2 separate regions of the Mus musculus genome follow, and region 2 is linked to region 1. A link is a contact called in public Hi-C data. All regions are on one chromosome and are shown on one strand. The core of a region is the stretch at or near the end of the contact, and the rest is flanking DNA. Distances in the headings are between cores, read along the strand shown.

Evidence for each region. A called contact is a pair of places that touch in the nucleus more often than the background predicts.
Region 2: a Hi-C map of pancreatic cancer cells shows a contact between it and region 1, with 3 times the contacts expected there. The contact joins the promoter of Tspan8 here to the enhancer-like site in region 1. A contact is called at or near these places in 3 of 39 promoter capture datasets (the 3T3-L1 cell line, 3T3-L1-derived adipocytes and macrophages), 3 of 484 Hi-C or Micro-C datasets (the AML12 cell line, liver and pancreatic cancer cells), 3 of 115 datasets of contacts at active chromatin or transcription factors (embryonic fibroblasts, embryonic stem cells and pancreatic cancer cells) and 1 of 9 other capture datasets (liver).

Annotation. Positions count from the first base shown.
Region 1 is chr10:115,778,887-115,781,586 of GRCm38.p6, reverse strand. No RefSeq gene overlaps it. Among named protein-coding and RNA genes, the nearest start is that of Tspan8, 37 kb to the left of the region's middle. Within about 2 kb of position 1,261, at least 29 of the 459 cell types and tissues checked have an H3K27ac peak or open chromatin away from gene starts, as enhancers often do. A contact at or near this core is called in the AML12 cell line, liver and pancreatic cancer cells, where this site is marked.
Region 2 is chr10:115,815,834-115,818,533 of GRCm38.p6, reverse strand. Tspan8 (tetraspanin 8) reads right to left here and starts at 1,250. Exons shown (of 8, transcript NM_146010.2): 1 at 874-1,250. The coding sequence starts at 933.

The DNA.
Region 1 (2,700 bases), core at 12-2,511:
GGAGATAGTTGCACAAATCTTTAAATATACTAAGAGCAATGACTAGTGGTTTGTTAATTTTTATATAAATAAAATCTGTCTAAACAAACCCTAAAAACCCAGGAAATAGAGTATAGCCCTATGCTGCAGATAAATAACCCAAAACACAGAGAACTCACCTTCTCTGTCTAAAGTAAAATAATAATAATAATAAATAATAAAATAACCTGGAAAATGACAAAATAGGGATTCAAATTTAGCCTCATATTAAATAATATATTTTCCAAAGCTGAAAACAGTATTGGTATTTTTACATGTCAGGTATAATACTTGTCCTTGTATCTAAATTATGCAGGATCACTCACCACACATTTAGAGAAAAGGAAAAAATATTTTAAGGAGAGCAGATCTGAATATTTGCCCACATGGCTTAGTGCTTGGTGCCTGACCTTCCTCCTAATGATTCTGAGATAATGAGGAGAGAGTTTTATAAACTAAACCATGTTAGAAAAGAAAGTAACAGAGACAGCTTACTCATTGCACATGAACATGCTACATTGCCCCCCCCTTGTGTGTGTGTGTGTGTGTGTGTGTGTGTGTGTGTGTGTGTGTGTATGTGTATGGATGTGTGTGTCGTGTATGTATGTGCATGTGTGTGTGTATGGATGTGTGTATGGGTGTGTATGGATGTGTATGTGTGTATGAGTGTGTATGTATGTGCATGAGTGTGTGTGTGTGTGTGTGTGTGTGTGTGTGTGTATGTGTATGGATGTGTATGTGTGTATGAGTGTGTATGTATATGCATGTGTGTGTGTGTATGTGTGTGTATGCATGTGTATGGATGTGTGTGTGTGTGTGTGTGTATGTGTATGTCTGTGTATGTATGTGCATGTGTGTGTGTGTATGGATGTGTGTATTGGTGTGTATGAGTGCGCGTGTGTGTGTGTGTGTGTGTGTGTGTGTATGTGTATGGATGTGTATGTATGTGCATGTGTGTGTGCGTGTATGCATGTGTATGGATGTGTGTATTGGTGTGTATGAGTGCGTGTGTGAGTGCGTGTGTGTGAGTGCACAGGTGTGGGCGCACTGGAAAGTCCCCTCCAGGATGCCCTGCACATTCTTTCCTGTGTGCTCAGCAGGTGCAGAACATCCCGGTGATAAGGGACAGTGACTCAGTGAATGACTCAGCTAGTTAAAGAGTAGCTTCAGCTACAACATCCTGGGCTCTAAAGTGGGTCACTTCTAGGCCATCCCGGAAGGAGAAAGGGCAGTGACCTTTCAGGGTCAATGAGGCAACACCTCCGAGCCTACACAGGTCAGCTTGTTCTCACACGCCTTGCCAAAGACACAGACTCTGGCTATCCCAAAACTAATTGTTACTGGTTATAAAGAAGACTAGGTAAGGGACTGTGTGGGTGTGCTCAAATTCCTCAGTATCCCGGGATTAATTTTTAATAAGGGGGTAAGGGGAAGCATGCCTTTAAATGGTATGGCTTCAGCCAGGTTGACACCAACTAGAAAACACTTAAACCCAAATGCATTGCCATAAAGACCAGTTACACAAATGGAGAGAAAGCCCTGTAAATGCTGCTGTGCCGTATTTATGCACCAAGCACAACACTGACCATGGACAAATGACGTACAACCTTTGGCACTGAAGGGGCTGCAGCGTAAGTGTTGCTCCCTGCCCAAAGCGCTTAGAGTGTCTGTGTTCACTAGAGCATTCTTCCATCCGCTGATGAATTACGGGTGTGCTATTTGTTTCCTACCTGGGACCATTTTCTATGGAAAATTAAAACCTAAAAATATGAATTCCTAAGAAAATACATTTTAAATGAAGTGATAAATCTGAAAAGTTTGAATTTTAATATTTAGGTGTTTTAAAAGATGCATTCTCCCCCCTCTCTCTCTCTCTCTCTCTATCCCTCCCTCTCGCTTCTTTCCCCTCCTCCCTCCTTCCCTCCCTTTCTCTCTCTTTTCTTTCACTTTGGCATGAGTTTTCCTTACTGAATCAAATTCCTCAATCCAACAAAAGTTTGGCACAATTTTCTTTTAGTTTATGTATTAAATGCATCAGGAGAAGGAGAAGCAGATAGGTAAGGTGTTTGTGGAACCATGTAATGGACTCTCATAACCAGAGTACCTTAACTGTGAATAAAGTCCTACTGGGCCACAGCAGTCATAATGGGCTAACCTGGTAAGAGGTAACCTGGGTTCCTTCTAAGGAACCTAGGCATCATCATCACCTCTTACAAGTTGTAGCAGTGAAACAGATTTTGCTGTGGGTACAAAGAAACAATTGGACACTGTTAATGAATGTTCACCATTGAGAAACCCTAGGTTATAGCTGGGCCAAAGCAGAGAGAGTATGGTTAGTCCTTGAGTGTTCACTAGAAACGTAAGAACAAACCAGGCTAGGGAAATGGCAATAAAGAAATGAAATGTCCATAACAGATGAGATGGTAAAGAGGGACACAGTTGTAAGACCCAGTCCAGGCAGTTAGGAAGACTTTACACAATCTACTTGGTAGGTAAAGGGCAGGCACGGCGGAGCATCTGCCCAAATCAGGAACCAAAAGGAAATCAAGTTCTATAGCAAACACTATTTGCCCTTTATCCATTTTCTCCACTTCTGGTTGAAGAGCCAGGATCATTCGTGAAAGAAATGGAGCTCCTCACACTCTGCCGGTTACCCTGGAAGGCAAAGCTAAGCCTAGAGGG
Region 2 (2,700 bases), core at 1-2,500, 37 kb before region 1:
TAAACTACTTTCCAATCCAGAAACAATGGAACTGTTTTCTGTTGCAGCATCCTGAGACATTTCCACTACTTTACTTGTGAGCACCTCTAATTATACCATATGTGTACATGTTCTCTCCCAAATCCCCCCTCACCCCCTCAGATCATGACATTTGCTTTTTCAATGTTAAATAATGTTTTCAATGCCCTTGGGAGCCATCATCAGACTTAAGCAAGGCATAATTTGCAAGAAACAAACCCTGTTGTTTGAAAGGATGGGTTGACGACACACCAAAATACTGACTTCGAAATACTAATACCTAGTCACTGGTTTAGCTGAATCTTATGATTAAATACTCTTAACTGCTTCTCCAGGGACTATTTCTTTCTTCCTGGGGGCTCTGAAAATGATCCTCTCATGCATTTACCACCCTGCCACCCACTAGTCAGTCACCTGTTTCAAACCTAGATGTCAAAGGGAGGGAACCAGAAGCCATGCTGAATCAAACTGTTTTCTTTGGAGTCTTTAAACAGAGTGCTGATTGGCATCATAGAACTGAGAATAATTGTCCTTTAATTAAGGGATATTTCCCCCTGTGTTTAGTCTTGCAACAATATGAAAACATTCGGGAAATGTTTATCCTCAGAGAACTTGAATACACCAGGCGTTTTGTTTTGGTTTGGTTTGGTTTAGTTTGGTTTGGTTTGGTTTTTTGGAGTCATTGGCTTCTTTTCAGTTCCCCAAACAGCCAGCGACAAACCAATGTAAATATTTCAATGGAAAATGTCTTTTCCCCCTTATCCTCTAGCTCTATGTAAGTCTGTTCTCAGTGGTGATATTTATCTCAAGTCTTCTTTCCTGAACAAAACTGAGAATTAAAAGAAAACTACTTACCCAGAACAAGAAGTTGAAGAAAAACATAGAATACTTTAAACAGCTGCTCACACCTGCCATTTCGGAGAAGGGGCAGCCACCAAGTTACAGTGGAATGAAGAAGTCCGTAGAAGGCTGTCCTGCGTAGGCTCTGACGGATTTTGCCTGCAGAGATCCGTGTGCCTGCAGCTTCGGGGGTAGAAATAGAGAGCAAAGAAGTAGACAGAAGGAACAGAAAAAAAAGAAAAAAAAAAAAACCAACAGTTATTGGAGTGGATAAAAAATTAACCCACACCTTTAAATATCTCAAACGTTATCTTCAGGCGAGTACATTCTTTTCCTTCTTATGGCTGCTAAGGCATTAGGTCAGGATATTTATGATGGCTTCTCAAAGCCCGCTCCCTCTAGAGTAAACAGATATCAAGTTATGGGAGTGGCTGGGGCAGAGGTGGAGAATGGCACAGCGAGATAGTAGGTGGATAGGCTGGCTGGCTGGCTGGCTGGCTGGTGTGGCTGCCCTCTCTTCTAACCCTGCGGAAATCGGCTGCCAGGCTCTCAAGTAAATGGGCCTTGTGTCTCACTTCGATTTGCATCCCCCCCCCCTTTTTTTAATTGATAGGAGCACAAAGTTCCTTTCAGCAATAGGTATTTGGAAACCTGCAAAGCATCCGGACTTAAGTTACCATAACTTCTTCTCCTCAACTTCAAATGAACAAGGAAACAAACATTAATTAGCCAAGTGTCTTGTTTGGTTGTTGTGTTGTTGTTGTTGTTGTTGTTCTTTCAAAGAAATCCCAAGGAGCTCCCTTAAATGCCTGCCACTTCCAATCATTAAAGGGGAAGTGGCCTGCCTTTGCGTGATCTCGTAAGAGCATTCATTCGGGGGTTTATTTTTATCTTTGTGTGAAAAGAAAAAAAAAAAAAAAAAAACAGGAAGGAAGGAAACTCTGAGGAGCTGCCCCTTTGTGTTTACTTATGACTCAGTAACCAGGCCTGATAGCTGGGTTTGTTTTTAAGGTAGACTCAGGTTTCTCTCTTCTGAGAAATGACCTACAGCAACAGTTCCACTCTAACTCCGTTTCTGGGTTCTGGGCAGCTGACAAAGAAAATTCCTTTGGGAACGCACTCGTGGACTACTGAAAGCTGCCCATTCAGCTGCTTCTGGTGCTACTGGGATGTTGCCTCCGCCAGGTAAATGCACCATTCTGCCATCTATTCGGGCAGAGGAAACGACCTGGGCCTTGGGTCTTTTCTTTTATACCACTCAGAGGGCCTCCCTCGCCCCCTAAGTAAAACAATTGCATACTTCAAGGGTCTGTTAGGAAAACAATTCCCTAAAAACTTCATTAAATACAATTAAAACAAGTGACTGGGGTCTCTCTCTCTCTCTCTCTCACACACACACACACACACACACACACATCTTTCTAATTTTCACCAATATCTGCCTTTACTTTGTAACTGTTAAAATACATTTCTGATGCATTATTAGCAATAACATTAAATGTAATAGGTGAGAGCTAGGATTAGTTCGCCAAGTAATACTGAACGTGAGAAGCTCATGGATCAGTAGGACAATGAGCTTCAGGAATCTGTTCCTGCCCACTGCAGCCCTGGGCCCACCAACGTATACCGTCGGCCTCTCCTGTCTTTGACTTAGATGCTGGACTCCAGACACTTTCCTGTCTGAGCCCTCATCTCCTCAGCCCATGGCCATTATGATCTGAGTCAACCTCTACCCCTTGATACATTCAGTTCTTAGTGTCTCTCTCCTATTGGACCATTTATGTCTGAAAAGCAGAGATCCTGGCCCGTTGCCCTGACTAGTCATAGCATCTAACATTGGAG